2 separate regions of the Mus musculus genome follow, and region 1 is linked to region 2. Evidence: chromatin contacts called from public HiCAR-type data. All regions are on one chromosome and are shown on one strand. The core of a region is the stretch at or near the end of the contact, and the rest is flanking DNA. Distances in the headings are between cores, read along the strand shown.

Region 1 (3,459 bases), core at 311-2,810, 140 kb after region 2:
ATAGTCCTGGCTGTCCTGGAACTCACTTTGTAGACCAGGTTGGCCTCGAACTCAGAAATCTGCCTGCCTCTGCCTCCTGAGTGCTGGGATTAAAGGTGTGCACCACCACTCCCCGCTGAGAGTAAGAAACTTTGCAACAGTCCTAAAGGGACATCTCCATCAAATGCTCAGGGCTCAGGGAGCCCCTCAGAAAATGAGGCAGAAAGAGTGTAAGAGCCAAAGGGAATGCAGGACAACAGCAAAACAACAACAACAAAACAAACAAAACAAAACACCTTTTCAATCAGTAGTTCTCAACCTGTGGGTCAAGACTTCTCTAGGGTTGCCACATATCAGATATTCTATTTAACAGGTATTTACATTCTAAATCATAACAGTAGCAAATTTACAGTTATGTAGTGGCAGGGAAAGTTTTATGTTTGGAGATCACTATGAAATGAGAAACTTTATTATAAGGTTGCAGCATTAGGAAAGTTGACAAGCACTGCTATAGAACAACTGAGCAAAGCTCACATGAACTCAATGATATTGAAGCAGCAAGCAGACAGAGACCTGGTCTGCACCCAGTCCTTTGCTTTTAATATAAGTAAATATACATATATACTTATAATATATATTTATATATACTTTATTACATATATTATATATGTAACTATATATATTACATATGTTTTCCTTATATTACATGTCTTATTATAGTATAATATTTATTATATACATATATAATTTGCTTTTATACATATATACATATATATATATATATATATATATATACACTCATATATAGTGGTTTTATGGGAATCCTGAATGTGCAAAAATAAGTGAATCTCTGATTCTTTTGCCTTTTCTTGGACTTCTTTCTCTATTTGTTTCATCCAATTCTGTTGTGTTTGTTTTTGTTTCATCATATTACATTACATTATATTGTTTATCATGTTATTATTTCTTAGAAGTCTGTCGGCATCTGAATAGGAGGGGTGGGGGGGAAGTGAGAGGAATAAATAGAGGGAGAAGAAACTGAAATCCAGATGTATTATATTAGAAGAAAAAAAGATAGTTTCATTTAAAGAAAAAAAAAGAATAACATGACAAATATGCATTCACCTGCAACCTGGACTTCACGGTGGTTAGTTCTTACTTAGGCATATAAACTAGATTAACTCCATTCAACATCCAGGTTTTGATTGTACACTCATCGGTAGTTTCAGCCATCAGTACTTGGGAATAAACACAGAGACCCACACTTGACTATGCAAAGTGAGAGACCTTGGAACCCTAAAGGGATGTCTCCATCAAATCCCTCCCCTCAGGGAACCCTCAGAAAAGGAGAACTCACTTTGTAATGGATTCTGAAGTTCTTGTTGGCTCTGTTGCTTCACAAACAGAAGATTGCTCTCACTAGTCCCTATTTATTACATGTACATATGAAACATTCTCCTAATTTCTACCTCTGGAAACAAATACTAGACTATCAAGTTTGCATAGCTGTAATTTACCCATGCATAGTCCAGATCCACACTCTTCAGTATTCTTTTATCATTCCTTCCCTTTTTATATGCAACTGCTTTGCCCATCCTTATTTTGCATGCCAATGGAAGCTTCCGTTCATCTTACCTAAGTTAGCACAACAGCACTTCTTAAAAGAGGTCATCTAATGATATTTGGCTTCCAGAAATCTCTCCTGCACACCACTCTCAGATCACCATCTTGTGGTCTTCTCTACATCTCTCCTCAGCCACCCCATACCCAGGGTCACCACTGTCCCTTACAGATTTAAATGTCAAAGATCTGGCTAACAAACGCTGTTCTTTTGACAGAACAAGCCTAATGCTTTAAAATTCTTGTTCATTAAATCAATAAAGAAGAGAGCAGTGGTATATGGAAGATTCATTTTGTAATCACACATTAAATGTATTTTTAGAATTGTGAAGTTTTGTTTGGGAAGTCCAGTATATATAATATGTGCACACCATGTACTGCACATCACGTGCAGACACATACAAACACTACATTATAAAAAATGGCAGCAATGCCAGGAGGGAGGAGAAGAAAGTAGCTGACCGTAGCTCTTCTTGAAGCTTTTTAAAGCATGATAACTAGTGCTTTTCTGGGCCTCAGCACAGGTTTCTGTAAAACTGAACCCCTGGCATGGTAACACATCAGAGAGAAAGGAAGATGTCATTTGGCAATTTGGCTGATGCTGATGACACAATTGTTTCCCATGAAACAAGTTAGCTCCAGGGGAGGGCTGCCTATGAGAATAGGGAAAGGGTAAGAAGTTACCAGAATTGGTACTATTTTTTTTTATGAGAAAGCAAACTAAGTGGTTTTTGTTGATGTTGTTTCTGAGTATGAAAAAATGCTTCCTATTTATTCAAACTGTGATAATAGTGGAAAAGGTGGAGTTGAAAACCAGAAATACAAATCTTGAGAAGTGGGGCTGGATGGAGATGGCTCCACAGTAAAGAGCAGTTGCTGCTCTTACAGAAGACCCAGATTTGGTTCCCAGAACCTACTAGGTAGTTCACAACTACCCACAATTGCAGTCTAGAGGATCTGGCACCTTCTTCAAATACAAAGAGCACCACAAACATATATGCGTGCACTCACATATGCATTTAAGATTAAATGAATAAATCCTTAAAAAATAAACACAACACACACACACACACACACACACACACACACACACACGGTTGAAGTGAGATCTATCGAGGCAACTCTGAGCTTTCTTCTTGCACATCCAAAGGATTGCTAACATGAAAATACATATAGCTACATGGAAATATCAGCAAAAATCCCAGCAGATTGTCAGTGAAGCTGTTGTATATGGACTATAACTTTGGAAGATACTAAAATGTGAAAAGCTAGTCCCCTACCACAGAAGCAGAGAAGCCACCATCTGTGGATCTCTCATGCCCCAACCACACATACTAAATATTTTCTCTGTGCTTTTAAAGAATTCAGTTCCCAGGATTCAACACAACAGAGTCCTAGCGAGATAAGTGGAGTCTTGTATCCAGAGATCAAGTAGTTGGTAGACAAGCACAGAGAAGCGTTACACTTTCTATTATACTTCTGAACCACACAACAAATTCAGTGGTTTCCACCATATTTCCCTTATTATAATCCTTACAGTCAATTAATATATGAAATGTAATTGCCAAAGGTCTCTTCTATTTTGTTGTGATTTTCATTTAATATTGATATTAAAAGTTATTTTGAGAGGGTGCTTGCAGTAGTGGATTAGTCAATCTCAAGTGTGGTATCCCAGTTAATAAAGTTGTCTCTAGGCAGACTGCCTGACTATGAACCCCAGCTCTTCTGCTTATAGTCTGTGTCACCTTGGGCAAGTGATCCACTCTCCTCCACGCTTCAGAGCCTTTGTCAGTGAGACGCAGGTAATACAGCATCCAGACTTCCAGAATTATGTTGAGGAATCAATGAGTTAATCTCTGC
Region 2 (3,868 bases), core at 987-3,486:
AACACAGTTCCTCCAACGAGCCCACACCTCACAATATTTCCACTCCCTATGAATCTATGGGGACCATTTTCATTCAAACCACCACACAACCACCCAGAGCTCTTTTCCTCTCTTTAAACACAGTGGTGGTTTTCCAAGCAGGAAAAAACATGTAGAACTCCTAAACATAACTATATAACTCTTTACTGGTCAATTGAGTTCTGTGTCCAAGACACTATCAATATAATATAAATCTAGCATAATTTCACACTATTCCAAAATTAATTCTAAGGGGAAAGTAAGCCTTAATAAATATTATTCTTTCAGCTCCATATTTTTACTGCAGCACATTAATGGTGTGTGTGTGTGTGTGTGTGTGTGTGTGTGTGTGTGTGTGTGTGTGTGTGTGTGTGAGTGTTCACAAGTTCTTATCACTGGGTTGATTAAGTGATCAGCTCTCACACTAAAGTTACCTAGGTCCCCACCATCATTTACGTGATTTATTTACACATCATTTACTGTGAAGAGGCACAATAACCAAGGCAATTTGTAGAAGAAAGCATTTTACTGGGATTTGATTACAGCTTCCAAAGGTTAGTTCATTATCATCGAGGTGAAGAGTGTGGCAGGCAGGCATGCATGGCACGAGAGTAATAAGTGACAGTTACATTCTGATCCTTGTCAAAGATGGGGGTGTAGGGAAGATGACAGAGAGAGAAAGACACTGGGCCTGGCATGGGTTTTTGAAACCTTAAAGCACACACCCAGTGACACAACTGTTCCAACAAGATCACACCTCCCAATCCTTCTCAACCGTTCCACTCCCTGGTGAGTAAGCATTCAACTATTATTCTATAGGGCCATTCTCATTCAAACCATCGCGTCATCCTTGGGCACCAAGTATGTCCTAGAAATAACAAAAGGCATTCTTTCCCAGAAATGCTAAGGGTTTTAGGAAGCCCTATACCAAGAAGCCTAGACAAAGACTGTGTTATATGTCTGTAGCTTGTATGAAGGTGTTAACAGTGCAAAATGGAATTAAATGGAATCCAAATGTATTTTGGGGTCAGGTTTCCTAAATGATTTGGTTAGGAAGGAGGCACTCTCCAGAGTGGTGGATGTTCCAATGTTCACCAAAGAGAGGGAGAAAGGATGCAAAAGAACTATATAAGAAATATTTTAAAAATATCACACTAGTCACATAGATAAATCACAAAATATGCTGGGTGAATCAGCAAAATCACAAGAGTTCATTGTGATTACAGAAGTAAATGTATATAAAGCCAAAGAACAGGAAAATTCCACTTGTGGTAGATGAGAAAACAGTGAGCCCAATTGTGAGGAAAGCAGGCACTGTTCTGATGGAAATACAATGGGAGAGTTCCAGTGAGGGGACTGGTAGGCATCTTGACGTGTGGGGGTCATGGTTACATGGATACACACACCCGTGAAAGATTAGGCATCAAACTAAGCACATTTATAAACTTAGAGAACATTAGAGAAAATGGAATAAGAAACTTCTTCCACAGCTGAGGAAAAATATGACAAACCATTTTATAAGAGAAGTTTTAAAAAGGAGGAGAAATAGACAAGATAATCATGGTTAGGATTAAACCTTACAAACTGGCAGGAAGAAATGTGAAAACCATTTTCGTGTACACATATGAGACCAAACGGACAAAGGTTTAAGTAAATAATAATAATAATAATAATAATAATAATAATAATAATAATAATAAGTAAATCCATCTATTCCACTGTTGATTCCCCTTCCAACACCTTCTTCCCTTCAGGGGAAAAAATAAACCCCGCATCTCATGACTAAGCTTTATATACAAACTCCGTTCTAAATCTTTTAAACGACTCCTAATTTCATTTTCCAGGGGGTTGTTTGTTTGTTTGTTTGTTTGTTTTAAACTCGTGTGGGTAACTAGGTTTGGAATGCTTTGGGATTCTTCTCATTAAGAGCAATGGAACTTTCTTTCTTCTTCGCCTAACGGCTTTTGAATTCAGCCGCGCTTCTGGGACGGGGCCCACACGTGAAGCCAGGGCCAGCAGAGTGAGCCGGGAGAGCCCACCGAAGCCACAAACCAGTTTCCGCCTCCCCGAGACACTCGCTTGAGGTGCGGACCTGCCGACCAATCACAGGCAGGAGTCGCCCGTGGCTCAGGGGCCGCCGGGCCCTGCCTTCCGCCCTCCCGCCTACGCACAGCGCTCCCCGACCGGTAGGAGGCGGTCTGGACCAGCCGAGGAGCTCAGTGTCGCGCCGTCTCTCGGCTCTTCACCACCTCAATCGCCGCTGCTGCCGTCGCTGCTGCCGACATGGTTGAAGCCGACCGTCCAGGGAAGCTCTTCATCGGCGGTCTCAACCTCGAGACCGACGAGAAGGGCCTCGAAACCGCTTTCGGCAAGTATGGCCGCATCATCGAGGTGCTCCTGATGAAGGACCGGGAAACCTCCAAGTCCAGAGGCTTCGCCTTCGTCACCTTCGAGAACCCCGCGGACGCCAAGGCCGCAGCCCGAGACATGAACGGCAAGTCCCTGGATGGTAAGGCCATCAAAGTGGCCCAAGCCACCAAGCCGGTGTTCGAGAGCGGCCGGCGCGGGCCCCCTCCTCCCCGAAGCCGCGGCCGCCCGAGGGGCCTGCGCGGGACCCGTGGCGGCGGCCCGAGGCGCCCTCCCTCCCGGGGCGGGTCGGCCGACGAAGGCGGCTACACGGGGGATTTCGACCTGCGGCCTTCGCGGGCCCCCATGCCACTGAAGCGCGGGCCGCCGCCGCGCCGGGCCGGGCCTCCGCCCAAAAGAGCAGCGCCGTCGGGCCCCGCGCGCAGCGGCGCGGGAATTCGCGGGCGGGCGGCGGGCTCCCGGGGACGAGACGGCTACGGGGGCCCGCCGCGCCGGGAGCTGCCACCGCCGCGCCGCGACCCGTACCTGGGCCCGCGCGACGAGGGCTACTCGCCCCGGGAGAGCTATTCGAGCCGCGACTACCCGAGCGCCCGGGACCCGCGCGACTTCGCGCCCTCGCCCCGCGACTACACCTACCGCGACTATGGCCACTCGAGCGCGCGAGACGAATGCCCTTCCCGGGGCTACTGTGAGCGCGACGGCTACGGCGGCCGCGAGCGCGACTACGAGCATCCTAGCGGAGGCTCCTACCGCGACCCCTTCGACAGCTACGGGGACCCGCGTGGCGCCGGTCCTGCCCGAGGGCCACCGCCATCTTACGGCGGGGGCCGCTATGACGAGTACCGAGGCTGCTCGCCCGACGGCTATGGCGGCCGCGACAGCTACCGCAGCGAGCGCTACTCGAGTGGCCGTGAGCGCGTGGGTAGGCCGGAGCGCGGGCTGCCGCCGTCTGTAGAACGAAACTGCCCGGCGCCGCGGGATTCCTACAGCCGCTCGGGCCGCCGGGCGCCCCCGAGGGGCGGAGGCCGCGTGGGAAGCCGCCTGGAGCGAGGGGGAGGCCGGAGCAGGTACTGAGCCCGCTGGCCTCAGGACTGGCATCGGAAGTCTAGAAAAAGAAGAATCAGTTTCCTGGTAACTCATCCAAGGACTAGTCCTAAGAAGAGTTGTTTTTCTTATTTTTACCGTTTTAAGATTTTTTTCCCCCCTTGTTAACTTCCTCTGCAATTTTATGCATTTGAGAGGCAAAAAAAAAGTTAAAACTCGTTTAATTTCATTTTGGAATTGTTAAACGTTTCAACAAGCTCGTGTTAAAAGTATGACTTGAACCTGCTGCGTAGTAGTCTTCCTTCTCGTTCAAAATAGTTCCCGTAAAGGCTTCTTCCCTTCCAAATTTGCCTGATAAATGAGGCAAACAGTTCTAAGGTCTTTGCACAGAAATCTTGCCCACCTAAAGCGGAAAAAGGATCGTGCCCCTCAGACCAAA

The links. HiCAR-type assays count read pairs that join an accessible place to other places.
Region 1: a HiCAR-type map of embryonic stem cells shows a contact between it and region 2, with 3 times the contacts expected there. The contact joins the enhancer-like site here to the promoter of Rbmxl2 in region 2. A contact is called at or near these places in 6 of 39 promoter capture datasets (embryonic stem cells, liver, stem cell-derived epiblast-like cells and 1 more), 5 of 484 Hi-C or Micro-C datasets (embryonic stem cells and nephron progenitors), 7 of 115 datasets of contacts at active chromatin or transcription factors (all in embryonic stem cells) and 1 of 9 other capture datasets (adipose tissue).

The regions. Positions count from the first base shown.
Region 1 is chr7:107,347,886-107,351,344 of GRCm38.p6, forward strand. No RefSeq gene overlaps it. Among named protein-coding and RNA genes, the nearest start is that of Syt9, 21 kb to the right of the region's middle. Within about 2 kb of position 1,561, at least 1 of the 459 cell types and tissues checked has an H3K27ac peak or open chromatin away from gene starts, as enhancers often do. A contact at or near this core is called in embryonic stem cells, where this site is marked.
Region 2 is chr7:107,207,209-107,211,076 of GRCm38.p6, forward strand. Rbmxl2 (RNA binding motif protein, X-linked-like 2) reads left to right here and starts at 2,237. Exons shown (of 1, transcript NM_029660.2): 1 at 2,237-3,708. The coding sequence starts at 2,302. The coding sequence ends at 3,459.